Regions from separate parts of the Ovis aries genome. Here region 2 is linked to region 1. Evidence: chromatin contacts called from public Hi-C data. All regions are on one chromosome and are shown on one strand. The core of a region is the stretch at or near the end of the contact, and the rest is flanking DNA. Distances in the headings are between cores, read along the strand shown. Region 1 has its middle 37 kb from the start of ENO1. Region 2 holds the start of ENO1 (enolase 1).

What was found. Hi-C and Micro-C count contacts between places; a contact is called where the count stands out from the background.
Region 2: a contact with region 1 is called in a Hi-C map of tail adipose tissue, with 2.2 times the contacts expected there. The contact joins the promoter of ENO1 here to the enhancer-like site in region 1. A contact is called at or near these places in 2 of 16 Hi-C or Micro-C datasets (skin fibroblasts and tail adipose tissue).

Annotation. Positions count from the first base shown.
Region 1 is chr12:43,881,646-43,888,499 of ARS-UI_Ramb_v3.0, forward strand. No RefSeq gene overlaps it. Among named protein-coding and RNA genes, the nearest start is that of ENO1, 37 kb to the right of the region's middle. Within about 2 kb of position 5,151, at least 3 of the 54 cell types and tissues checked have an H3K27ac peak or open chromatin away from gene starts, as enhancers often do.
Region 2 is chr12:43,917,408-43,924,751 of ARS-UI_Ramb_v3.0, forward strand. ENO1 (enolase 1) reads left to right here and starts at 4,993. Exons shown (of 12, transcript XM_042257292.1): 1 at 4,993-5,174.

The sequences.
Region 1 (6,854 bases), core at 3,901-6,400:
ATTCACTTCGTGTATTCACATCTGGCCGCCCTCTCTTAGGCTTAAAAGCTAGCATGCTACAAACGCTGTTATGCACCTAGCTTTGTTCACATTACAGTAGATCCTGGCAGTCGCTCTGTGGACAGGCTGAGTCTGAACGCTCATTGGCCCCAAGGGTGAAGCAAGCTGGCAGTTGAATGTGCATCTGGAACTTGCAGGAGGGTCTGGCTTGAGATATAAAGTTGGGAAGCAAATGAGACCACCAGGGTTTTGACAGGCTCAGAGCTTCGCAGGTAACTCAGTGGTGAAGAATCTGCCTACCAATGCAGGAGAAGCTGGAGACCCAGGTTTGATCCCAAGGTTGGGAAGATCCCTGGAGAAGGATATGGCAATCCATTCCAATATTCTTGCCTGGAAAATTCCATGGAACGAGGAGCCTGGCAGGCTACAGTGAACAGGGTCACAAAGAGTCAGACACAACGGAGCACAGCACAGCATAGCCCAGAAGGGGTCTGGGGGTAGAATCCAGGGTCACACCACTGACACAATATGTTTGGGGGTTTTTTGGTTTTTTCCAGCTTTATTCACTTCACTTTTCTCATATAAAACTATGTGTTGGCTACACCTGAAACTTGGGTCCTCTGCATGGAGACTCTGACACATTTTGAAATATTTTGTTCTAGAAACATTCAGCCATGCATAAAAGTAGAGATAATGGTATGCCAAGGGCTTCCCTCATAGCTCAGTTGGTAAAGAATCTGCCTGCAATGCAGGAGACCCCAGTTCGATTCCTGGGTCAGGAAGATCCGATGGAGAAGGGATAGGCTACCCACTCCAGTATTCTGGCCTGGAAAATTCCATGGACTACATAGTCCCTGGGGTCACAAAGAGTCAGACATGACTGAATGCCTTTCACTTTCACTTTTCAAGCTTCCTCAAACTCATCATTCCCCTTCAGCTATTATCAACGTTTTTCCCAACTTTGTTTTAGCTTCTACCGTATGTACTTTTTTTTCTTTGGGGGATATTTAAAGTAAATCCTGTGTCATTCCACCCTCAAATGCTTCATTACATCTCTAAGTGACAAGGCCTTAAAAAAAAAAAACAAACACCTGTATTAATGTCCTATTTTGGGCTTCCCTGGTGGTTCAGTAGTAAAGAATCTATCCGCCAATGCAGGGGACCTGGGTTTGATTGCTGGTCTGGGGAGATCTCACGTTTCTTGGAGCAAATAAGCCCGTGCACAACTACTGAGCCCATGCTCTACAGCCCACGTGCGGCAACTGCTGAAGCCAGTGTGTCCTAGGCCCTGTGCTCTGCAGTAAGAGAAGCCACTGCAATGAGAAGCCCACGCACTGCCACTGGAGAGTAGCCCCCACTCGCTACAGCCAGAGAAAGCCCATGCAGTAACGAAGAGCCCGCACAGCCAAAATAAACCAATAAATATATACACATATTTTCAAATGTCCTATTGCTATTTTAACAAACTACCACCAACTTAGTGACTTAAAGCTATACACACCATAATCTTATAGTTCTGGAGGTCAGGAATCCAGAATGGGTCTAAAATCAAGGTGTGCTGCTAAGTCGTTTCAGTCATGTCCGACTCTGTGCGACCCCATAGACGGCAGCCCACCAGGCTCTGCCGTCCCTGGGATTCTCCAGGCAAGAACACTGGAGTGGGTTGCCATTTCCTTCTCCAATGCATGAAAGAGAAAAGTGAAAGTGAAGTTGCTTAGTCATGTCCGACTCTTAGCGACCCCATGGACTGCAGCCTACCAGGCTCCTCCGCCCATGGATTTTCCAGGCAAGAGTACTGCAGTGCCATTGCCTTCTCTGAAATCAAGGTGTAGCCAGGGCCATATTCCTTCTGGAGCTTCTAGGAGTGAACCAACGTCCTTGCCTTTTCCAGCATTTGCCTCGTACATTCGCTGGCTTGCAGCCCTGCATCACTTCAGCCTCTACATCACATTTCTCTGCTTTTGACCTTCCTGCCTCCCTTTTTTTAAAGATCCTGATAATTGCCTTTGGCCCACCCATGTCATCCAAAACGACCACCCCATGTCAAGGTCCTTAAATTCATCACATTAGCACAGTGCCTTTTGCCATGGAAGGTAACATACTCTTGGATCTGGATTAGGTTATGGGCGTATCTTTGGGGGGTATTATTCAGCCACCAGAATGACCATGCCATCCTCACAATGAAAACATTTACAGTAAGTCCTTAATGTCATCTATACCTGGTCCACATGTCCATTTCTCTGATTTTTATCAAGGGTTTTTTACATTTAATTTGTTTGAATCTGAAGTCACATTATGGCAGGATGTCAGGTCCTTTAAGTCTCTGTTTCCCTCTGCCAACCACTCCTTCCTTCTGATTTCCTCTTTTTTTTTTACAACTGTGATTTGCTTTAGAAACCAGGTTATTTGTCCTATGGAGAATGTGGCTTGCTTTCTTGTGGTGTATTTAACTTGTTCCTCTGTATCCTGTGGGCTTCCCTGGTAGCTCACTAGTAAAGAACCAGCAATATGGAAGACCTGGGTTCTATCCCTGGGTTGGGAAGATCTCCTGGAGGAGAGAATGGCTACCCACTCCAGTATTCTAGCCTGGAGAATGCCACGCACTGCGTAGTCCATGGGGTTGCAAAGAGTCAGACACAACTGAACGGCTTTCTCTTGTATTTTCTGTGAAAGGACAGACCTAGATCCAGCTTTCACTTAATTTTTTTTTTTTGGCAGTAGAGTACTTCATGTGGGATCAAGCACCAAGAAATATGGGTAAAGTGAGTTGTGCATGTTAAATATATACACTAGATTTCAAAGAAAAAGTGAAAATATCTCATGGATAAGCCTTTATATTAGTTACATATTGAAACATCATTTTGAATATACAGGGCTGAATAAAATATAGTATTAAAATTAATTTTGCTTTCCTTTTTACTTTGTTTATTGTGGTTACCAAACTTTGTTGCTTATATATATGCCTTATATTTCTTTTGGATAGCACATATATAGACAGTAATATCATCTTCAAATGATGACATTGGTTTCTAATTCTACATTTTGTTTATTTTTCTTGTCTTGCTGCATTAGCTTTGTCTAGTCACTAAGTCATGTCCAGTTCTTTGTGACCCCATGGACTGCAGCACACCAGGCTCCAGTCCATGGGGTCTATGTTAGCAAAGACCAACCATTTTGTATTAAATAAGATAGTAATGATGAAGATTCCAGTTGCTTTCCCAACTTAAAAGGATGGTTTCTCACAGATTCAAAGACAGAGAATGAACTTCTGGTTGCTGGGAGATGAAGCTGGGAAGGGATAGTTAGAGAGTTTGGGATCATCGTGTATACACTGCTACATTTAAAACGGATAACCAACAACGACCTACTGTATAGCACAGGGAACTCTGCTTAATATTATGTGGCAGGCTGGATGGGAGGGGGGTCTGGGGGAGAACGGACATATGTATGTGTATGGCTGAGGCCCTTTGCTGTTCACCTGAAACTATCACAACATTCTTAATCAGCTATGTGCTGTTCTGTGTTTAGTCTCTCAGTCATGTCCAGGTCTTTGCGAACACTTGGACTACAGCCCAGCAGGCTCCTCTGTCCATGGGGATTCTCCATGCAAGAATACTGGAGTGGGTAGCCTATCTCTTCCCAAGGGGAACTTCCCAACCCAGGAATTGAACTGGGGTCTCCAGGGAAGCCAATTAATCAGTTATACTCCAATACAAAATAAAAAACTTTTTTTTTTTTAAAGAGAAGGATGGTTTCTCAGATGAAACAGTTTCCTAGTTTATGTTATGGGTTGAATTATGCTTCCCCTCCAAATTCAAATGTTCAGTTACTAACCCCCAGTACCTCAGAATGTGATTGGTTTTGAAGACAGAATCTTTATGGAGATAATTAAGCTAAAATAAAGTCATTGGCCAGGGGCAGGGGAAGGATGGGGAATAATCTGGTATAAATGGTATCCTTGTAAAAAGGGGAAGCTTAAACACATAGAGGGAAGACAGTCTGAAGAGACACAGGAGAATGGCCATCTATAAGGAAAGAGGTCTGGAGCAGATTCTAGCAGAGCCCTCGGCAGGAACCACCTGCTTGTACCTTGATCTCAGATTTCTAGCCTCCAGAACTGTGAGAGAGTTTTTCTGTCATGAGCCCACTTGTCTGTGGCGCTTCTAAAGTATGCTCGAAAAAACTAATTCACTCAGATTAAGGAATTTTCCTCCTGTTCCTAGTTTTGCTGAACTTTCTTAGCATTGATGACTGTTGACTTCTCTTGAATGCTTTTTCCTGGCTTTTAAGATCATCATGTGGATTTTCCCCTGTAACTTGTGTACGTTTTGGATTATTCTCAAGCCATTATCTTTTCAAACACTGTGCTTAGTCACTGAGTCATATCTGACTCTTTGCAACCCTAAGGACTGTAGCCTGCCAGGCTCCTCTGTCCATGGGATTTCCCAAACAAGAATACTGGAGCAAGTTGCCATTTCCTTCTCCAGGGGATGGATCTTCCCAAGCCAGGGATTGAACCCACATCTCCTGCGGCTCCTGCATTGGCAAGCAGGTTCTTAACCTCTAGTGCCACATGGGAAGCCCATTGCCTGCTCTGGAACTCTAATGAAACCTGTGTCAGACTTTATCATTCAGTCTTCTGAGTTTCTTAATATCTCACGGTTTTTCTCCTCATCTCTCTGTGCTGCATACTAGCTAACTTTTTTCCACTCAGTCCTTCTTGTGATCAGTTCTATCTTTGATTGTGTCTAATCATCTGCTTTTCATCCATTCATTTTCATTTTTAAAAGTTCTATTTGGTTCTTTTAAAAATATACATGGTCAGGCCTTCCCTGGTAGTCCAGTGGTTAATACTCTTCACTCCCAATACAGGGGACTTGTGTTCTATCTATGGTCAGGGAACCAAGATCCTGCATCAGTGCAGCCAAAAAAAAATACACACACATATATACACACCTGGTTATTCTTGGAAGTTTCTTTTGATTGTTCATTTTAAATGCTTTTTTAAAATTCCATGTACCATTATTTAGTGATCTGTATCTAACTGTTCCACAATCTGAAATCTTAGGATACCTAGGTCTGCTGCTCAAGTTTCTGCTGATTCTCACTCATGACGACTCATTTCCTTATGTGTTGGGAAATTGTATCATGAGCCTGTATTTACTTAAACTTAGCCTGAGTAACACTGAGGGTAAAGTTGGGGAGGCTTTCCTCCAGGGAGGAGTGACATGAGACGCAAGCAACCATAGTGGAAAAGCAGTGAATGACACATAGTAAAATGCCTCGTGGTCTGACACTGCGGCAGCAGTAAGTGTCCCAGGAGATGAGAAGAGAAGAAAATATTTGAGATGGATGTTAAAGGCAATGAAAGAAATGCGTAGTTGTGTGATGAAGTCATGTGAGATCATTGTTTATCAGAAAAAAATTATTTTCACAGTCACAGAGGAATGTTCAGTTCAATTCAGTTCAGTTCAGTCACTCAGTCATGTCCGACTCTTTGCGACCCCATGAATCGCAGCACGCCAGGCCTCCCTGTCCATCATCAACTCCCGGACTTCACTCAGATTCACGTCCATCAAGTCAGTGATGTCATCCAACCATCTCATCTTCTGTCGTCCCCTTCTCCTCCTGCCCCCAATCCCTCCCAGCATCAGAGTCTTTTCCAGTGAGTCAACTCTTCGCATCAGGTGGCCAAAGTACTGGAGTCTCAGCTTTAGCATCATTCCTTCCAAAGAAATCCCAGGGCTGATCTCCTTCAGAATAGACTGGTTGGATCTCCTTGCAGTCCAAGGGACTCTCAAGAGTCTTCTCCAACACCATAGTTCAAAAGCATCAATTCTTCAGCGCTCTGCCTTCTTCACAGCCCAACTCTCACATCCATACATGACTACTGGAAAAACCATAGCCTTGACTAGAGAAATGTTACTATGTACAATTTGGAATCCTCACTAACCTGGCTGAACAAACAGCCAGGAAGCAGAACTTTGGCACAGAGGATGCTGATACAAGCTCCAGAATTCCTGGGTAATACATCAATGGGGTAGAAGAGAGATTCAAAGATTTTCCATGAAACTGCATTTTGAAGAGACTTCCCTGGCTGTCCAGTAATTAAGAATCTGCCTCCCAATGCAGGGGACACAAGTTCCATTCCTGGTCTGGAAACAGAGATCCCACTTGCCAGAGGGCAACTAAGCCTGAGCGCTGCAACTGGAAAAGGCTGATAAATGCAGCTACCGAGCCTGGGAGCTCTAGAGCCTGAGTCCCACAGTAAGAGAAGCCCGAGTGCAACAACAAAGACCCAGCGTAGCCAAAGCCAAAAAAGGTAAAACCAGCATTTATGCACATTTTCATCTAGATCATGTCTGGGGAGATGACATGAGGGAGATTCTGGTAGAGACTGTAGGAAACTTAAAGAACCTCCATTGATCCCCCCACTAAGGTCTGTCCAAAAGCCGCAGAGAAATCAGCACCTCTCCCGCTTGTCAGAGAGGTACTGAGCCTGGCCTGGAGCTAACCTTTTTTCCCAACCTGTTCCACACACCTTCTCTGACATTGTGTTTGGAGCCAGAGAGCTTTGTCAATTGCTGATTACAGGAGAAAAACATTATCCAAATGGCAGAGCGGTGCCAAAGCCTGCATGTTGTGAATGCCTGGCTAATGCTGCTGAGTTTCTATAATAACTAGTTCATCCTCTAAGTCCAGGAAGCTGGGGAGAGATGTGGCTGGCCTGCTAACCCAGGTAGCTTCCAGAGCCCAGAAGGATCCTGCTGGGGCCACAGGAAGATAGAGGGGTCTCCTGCAATCCCCACAGCCAGTCCCCACTGGAAAGGGGATCTGAAAGCTTTTGAAGACTG
Region 2 (7,344 bases), core at 3,743-6,242, 36 kb after region 1:
CACATATTTCTCATTCCTGAAGTCAGGAGACCTCCTTGACCACATGTGAGCAGAAAAGCTCCTTGGAGGTCAAAAGGGGAGCAACCTCTAAGGATGCTCTGAGAAGAAAGTGTTAGTCGTTCAGTTATGTCCGACTCTTTGCAACCCCATGGTCTGTCCATGGGATTCTTGAGGCAAGAATACTGGAGTGGGTAGTCATGCCCTCCTCCAGGGATCTTCCCAACCCAGGGATCGAACCCAGGTCTCCTGCATTGCAGGCATATTCTTTACCATCTGAACTACCAGGGAAGCACAAAGGATGCCCTACCCCTAGGCTTTTCTGGTAGAATCTGCCTTAGCTAAGAGGTGCATGCACACACATGGAAGGATCCTGAGATATACCAAATATGGAATGCGAACCAGGCAAGTCGAAGCGGCCGACCAAAGAAAACTGGAGGAGATGCCCCACATAAGCGATTAAACAGCCAGGATGGTGCAGCTCAGTGACTCTGTCTCTAAGTCTGCCCGTGTGTCTGTCTACATGCGCTGTACTCTTTTATTCTCCTAATAGATACTTTACTTGCTTAACTACTGTCTTTGTGGAATTTCTTTTCTGCAAAACTGAAGGGCCAGAGCCCTTGTCACTGATCACTGGCTAGGATTTGGTGCTCACACCATTACGACCTGGCCTAAGTCTCTCCCTGGGAACCCAAGCTCTGCTCCAAGCCATTACAGGCCGAGGCCACTGGAGATCAGGACCACTAGGGAAGTCTCGGAGAAGGCAATGGCACCCCACTCCAGTACTCTTGCCTGGAAAATCCCATGGATGGAGGAGCCGGGTAGGCTGCAGTCCATGGGGTCGCTAAGAGTCAGACACGACTAAGTGGCTTCCCTTTCACTTTTCACTTTCATGCATTGGAGAAGAAAATGGGCAACCCACTCCAGTGTTCTCGTGTGGAGAATCCCGGCGAAGGGGGAGCCTGGTGGGCTGCAGTCTATGGGGTCGCACAGAGTCAGACACGACTGAAGCGACTTAGCAGCAGCAGGGAAGTCTCAAAAGAATACTTTGGAAAACAAAGTCCTAAGTATTTGTCCTAGAGAAACTCTTGCACCTGTACGCAAGAGATATTTGAAACCAAGTTCGTAGCAGCAATGTTGTTATTAGCAAGACAGAAAGAATCAGGAAACTCAAATGTATATTGAAAGGAAAATGTGGATAGTCACAATGGAATACTATTCAGCACTGAAACAATCTATCTCCAGCACACAAATGTTAAATGGAGCAAAAAAAAATATTGTAGCAAAGGCCACAAACAGTACAATGCCATTTATATAAAGTTCAATACATATTTAAATACTGCAGAGAAAAGCCAGGAGAAAGTAAACACAAAATTTAGGATCGTGGCTACCTCTGGGGCCAGGGAAGAATATACAGGGGACACGAATGGCATTGCCAGTACCCCATTTTTTAAGCTGGTAAGTTAGGTACACAGACATTTATTATTTTTTTACATCAGATATATTTTATGCAGTCTTTGGTATATGTGAAATACTTAGTGTGTAGGATGGGAAAAATGCACTACCGAAAAGTTGAGGATTATGTTTTATTCAGTGGATTTACTGAGGACTTAAGCCCAGGATACAGCCTCTCAGATAGCTCTGAGGGACTATTCCAAAGGGGTATGGGCGATGCCAGGATATATAAGAGTTTTTGAAAAATCAAAAACAACTCAGGTAACCAAACATCAAGATTACTGCTAATTAAAGAAAAATGGGACATCTCAAGGTAATGAATTCAGCACTTTCCTATGTATAAGAAGATACAAGAGTCCAGGCTGAATGAAATTTTTCCTTTGAGATGCACCATAACTCTCTAGGACAGGTATCCTATTCTTCTCCATCCTGAATCCCCTCTTGAATGCTGAGGTGGCTGCAGTGTCTGATGGCTCGATGGCTGTAACATCCTTTGTTGTTCAGTCGATCAGTTGTGTCCAACTCTTTATGACCCCATAAACTGCAGCACGCCAGGCTTCCCTATTTCCCAGAGCTTGCACAAACTCATGTCCATTGAGTTGGTGATACCACCCAACCATCTCATCCTCTGTCGTTCCCTTCTCCTCCTGCCTTCAATCTTTCCCAGCATCAGGGACTTTTCCAATGAGTCAGCTATTCACATCAGATGACCAAAGTGTTGGAGCTTCAGCTTCAGCATCAACCCTTCCAACGAATATTCAGGGTTGATTTCCTTTAGGATTGATTGGTTTGATCTCCCTGCTGTCCAAGGGACTCTCAAGAGTCTTCTCCAGCACTGCAGTATGAAGGCATCAATTCTTCGGTGCTTAGCCTTCTTTATTTTTCAGCTCTCATATCCGTACATGACTATTGGAAAAAATCATAGCTTTGACTATATGGATATTTGTTGCAAAGTAACATCCTTTGGTTACTGATAAGGCAGGTGACATTCCTTGTCCACAGAGGTAAACACAGAAAGTTTCTAGACTGTTAGGAGGGGCGATCCGCCTAGATACCCTGAGGTCCTTCTACACTACTCTGAACTCTTATCTCCCTAGGCCTTCTTCTCTAACCCTGGAGTTTCCTATCTGGCTAAAGACCTGCCTTCCAAAAAGGGTGTGCCACCTATTCCACTGACCAGCAGTTTTCAACCAGGGGTGCACAGACCACAGACAGAATCACTATGACCCAGGTGGATCACATGCTGCTGAAGATTCACCTTCCCTCAATCCTGGCATTGCCTCTGCAAATGTCATGCAGTCCCTACCTGGAGGGTAGGTATCTTCTGATAAGAGCCTTGTACACACATTTTTTCTCCTTGCCCACCAGCAAGGAGGAAAGCAGCCTTTGGTTTGCCACTGCACTGAAACTGCTCACCCAGCATACTGTCAGTGATAAATAATGACTAAACGCCTGTAACAAAGTAGATGGCCTGCAATGGACTGAAGGCACCATGAGTTCCACAGCCTGCTAACAAATCCTCAGGAGCCATGGAGACTGGCAGGGCATTTGGCAGCCTGTGAGTTTTGGAAAGGATAGGAGGACATCTCTACTAATCATTAACATTTGAGCTCCTATTTGAGGTTGAAGTGCTGGCTCAAAAACACTGGGGAGTGGCCTCCAAGAATCTTGCAATAGCAGTGGTCTGAGATCATGTTCTACATTTGATTTCCTGAGAAGAATCACTGGTTGTGGCCAGAGACCTGTTATAAGAGTCATGTTTTTCTATCTTTATCTCTCTAACCATTTTAACAGAAAATGAGATTGTTCTGGAGCCCTTTCAGGGCCACACCTTAGAATTGCTCTGAAAATAAGAGCTGTAAGTGTCTGATTTCTGTAGAACTCTTAAGGTTTAGGACATGGTGGCTGTTGATTTAGCTGCTGAGTCATGGGGCTGGGATCTTGGTTTTAAGCAGTCTGAAACATCAGTGTATTGTTGAGGAAATCACAAACTCTGCTTGCAAAATTCATATTGCAAATATTTTACAATTTCCTTGTTGCTTTTTTGCTGAATTTAATCCTAAAGTTCTTTCTTCTTAGTCAGTAGGCCTTCAGCTTTATCCAAAGCTAGGGATTAAGGAAGAAAAGCAGGTTTTGCAGCTGACAAGAAGAAATAATAATTTGAATATACACTTTGATCTCTCTATGCAATGTGTTAAACCTGAAGATGTATGACACTGTTTTAGCTCTCTGAATTACACACCAAGAGGATGGCTAAGACAGTACAAATAATTCTTACTGGAAAACAAAGCCCTCCCTTGAGTGTGTTTGGGGTGGGGTGGGGATGTACTGAAGAACTGATTTAAAACGGGAATCCGTTCATTCTTCAGCAGAGGGTAAAACAACTACATCTACCATTGTCTAATTTTTATTTGTCAGACCACTGAGGAATATTGCCTGTTTTGAATTTTGAGAAATCCCCCAGGATCTGTGTGAAATTCCACTGCCAAACCAACGCTCCCCTAGCAGGTCAGATGGTAAAGGATCCGCAAGCAATTCAGGAGATCCCGGTTCCATTCCTGGGTCGGGAAGATCCCCTAGAGAAGGAAATGGCAAGCCATTCCAGCATCCATGGACAGAGGAGCCTGGTGGGCTACAGTTCATGGTGGTCGCAAAGAGTCAGACACAACTGAGCGACTAACACACACACACACACACACACACAAGCAAACCAGGACAAGTATGGTTCACAGGGATGAGAAAGGGAGGGATGGGGCCTCCTTTTAAGATGCAACATTAACAAGAGGCTAAGAATGAACTAACCCTGGGCACGCACATGGAGGAGTGCCTGGGCCGTAGGAAGTGCTCAAAAAGAATGAGCTCCAATTAAGACAAAGTGAACATCCTTTCCGCTATCTTGGCCTGATAACTTATGAGTGACCGACGCACAAAGACAAAGGGACCATGTCACCTTGGCGGGCGGCCGGGAACGCAGGGCGCAGGCGCGAGTGAGCGCACGTGGCTAGGCTCCCGGCTCCGCGGCCCGGGAGCCGGGTAGGGGCACGTGGCCGCCAACGTCTCCCTGGGGTCTCCAGCACCGCGCAGCCAGGCGAGGGGTGGGGCGGCCAGGGAGGACGGGCCGCGAAGGTCGTCACCAAGGTCGTGGGCCGGACGTGCGGCGCCGGAGCGACGCTGCATGCGTGCGGGACTCGGAGTACGTGACGGAACCCCGAGTCCTCATGCCGGCCGCGCCGCCCCGCCCCTCCTCTCCCCCGGGGCCCCAGAGCCACAGATTCCGCTCCGCCGGGGGGGGGGGACCTCAGCCCGACACTGGAGCAGGGGGGATTGGGGCTTGTCCATACCCCCACCCATTTGCTGGGGCAGTGGGGACGCCCCAGCCTGGTCCCGCCCATCTCCCTGGTATGTCGCCCCATCTATCCATCCGCAGCGACCGCAGCCCCTCCCTTCCCTCGGACGAGAGACCGAGTGACGGCGCGCTCGGCCAATGGCAAGGCGCCGCAGAGGGGGCGGGAAGTGGGCGGGGTCCCCTCCGGGCTGGGCAGGAAGTCCTGTCCCGAGGCGCGGAGAAGAGCTTGGGGTAGTCGGAGCGCTCGGCCTTTGCGACTTAATCGCTCATCCTCGGTGTCCGCAGCACCCTCTGTCTCTCTCTCTCTCGGGCGGCGACCTCCGGCGGCCGGGTGAGAACTCGAGGAAGGGCTGCCGAGCGAGCACCCGGGCGGGCGGTGCGTGGGTCCCCCGGGCTCGCGGGCGCTCCTGCCAGTCAGACTGCGGGTGGGGGGTTCGGCTGGGATGGGGAAGGGGTGGGTCCGCGCTCGCGACTGGCCTCCCTGGCCGGACTCGCGGCTCGACGCTGGGGCACGGCGCCCGGTTTCTCCGGAGGGGGAAGTGCACCTCAGCCTGAGATTACGGGTTACGGGGCCGCGTAACTGTCCCGGGAGATCAGGGATACAACACACAGTCACCAAGACAGCAAGTGGCGAGGGTGGAAGGTTTGGAAAGCGCTCCAGGTCCAACCTGCGTGCTCATTAAAGCCAGGCGCTTAAGAAAATGGACAAAATGGCCGGGAAAGGAGAGATTCCCGCGGAGCTGCAACTCCCCCCTCCGAGTCCCGCGCCCCTGCCTCCCGCTGGTGGCCCCCGGCCTGGCGCCTGGGTGTCCAGCCCGTCGCTGCTCCAGAATGAGCAGAAACTAATGTGGGTTTCGAAGGCGCTTGTCCTAGAACAGACTGCAGCGGAGCCGGGGAGTCATTGGGAAGCCCTCCTGGCGACCTCACCCATGTCGGGCACGAGCCGCTTTCGGCTCCCCGGGCTGGCCACCAACAGTCAAACCCTGATCTGACATAAAAAGGATGTATTTTACGAAATCTTGTTCGCTGCTTCCTCTGCAATGTGGTCTTCCCCTTGAGCGGTGAGGGCAGCCGACTGACCTGCTTCCGGGGCACGTGTAGGCCCTGGCTGCCCGATCTGCCCATGCTGCCCCTGGTCCAGGGTTCGGTCTAGACCGATAAAAAGCCGTGCAGGCTCCCAGTCAGACACACCTTCCTCTCTCTCTGTGCTCATAGCGTTTTAATAACTTCGGAGAAAAGTTTTTCTATCCAATTTAAAGATAAGTTGAATTTTATTTTTACATCATGAAATAAGTTAATTACTTTGTCTTATATCACTAAAAGGAAACCAAAAATGAAATCTTAAAACTGTGTGATGAGGTAGTGAAATGAAGATGTGTTTAAAAGTGTATCTAAAATCTGTAAAGTAAATCAGTGGTGGCCTGAGGATGAGGGGACGGTGACTGGAAATGGCCTAAGCAAACTTTGGCAGTGATAAATGTTACACAGGTATGATTTTCCAAACCCCAGAGTTAACTAGAATTTTAAAACGAAGCAAATTTACCTTTTTGTAAAATAGGAGATTAAAAACTAGATGTCTTTTTATTGGCTAATGAATAAAAACTCCATTGTTAGAAAGACAAAGCCACACACGTGACTTCTTGTCTAATTTTGAAACTTAAAAAGATGCCATTTGCTGCTTCAGAACATTCCAGAGAAGATACTGGAGGAGGGCCCGGCTTTTGAACAGTGATTAGATGTCTACCTCTGTCTTACACGTTGTTCAATTAGTTTATTCCTTGGAGATCCCCTGGGAGGGAAAGCAAGAAAAGGACTTTTTTTTTTTTTTTTTTTTTTAGCTCTTGATATTAACTCTTTGTAGCTGCAACCCCCACCTTTTTTTAAAGGTGTTTTCAAAGGAAACTTCTTCACTTGGCATATCCTAGTTCTCAAAAAATCATTTCTCTAGGTACAATTAAGATTTCATAATTAAGATTTTTAGATGGGGTGACATGCCCATTGAAAGAGATACTAATTAGATAACGTTATTTTTGTGCCCTGTCTTGCTAAAAACCCAAGCACTGTGAGGTTTGAACGGCTCAGAAATTGGCAAAGCTCTCAGCACACCGACCAAGAAGCTCACTCTTCTCTTCCAAACTCATAATTTCTGATTATCCTATATCAACCCATTAAAGATCCTCCTGCTGCCTCAAGTTACCTGATGAATTGTGTTTTCAGCTTTTAATTCACTGTTCTGCTAAAAACCAAATTTTCCTCCTGTAGTTTCTTTTTTTTTTTTTTAATCCCACCAGCACACATGTGGTCAGGCTTTCTTTGCTTGCAGGACCAGCCCTGAACTAGTAGGGCCTTTCAGAGCTGCCCCCCACCTACTTTTTAGGAACAATTCCCACTGCTTTCCAGCAGGCATTTTCTAGTCACCTTTCCTACATTAATTTTTAGTTATATGCAGACTCTTCCTAGTATAGAAATCCGCAGACGTGACCTTGTGAATAATGAGCTGAGGCTTCGTTATGGTTCATGGAAAACGTGAACTGTGTTTCCCTGCA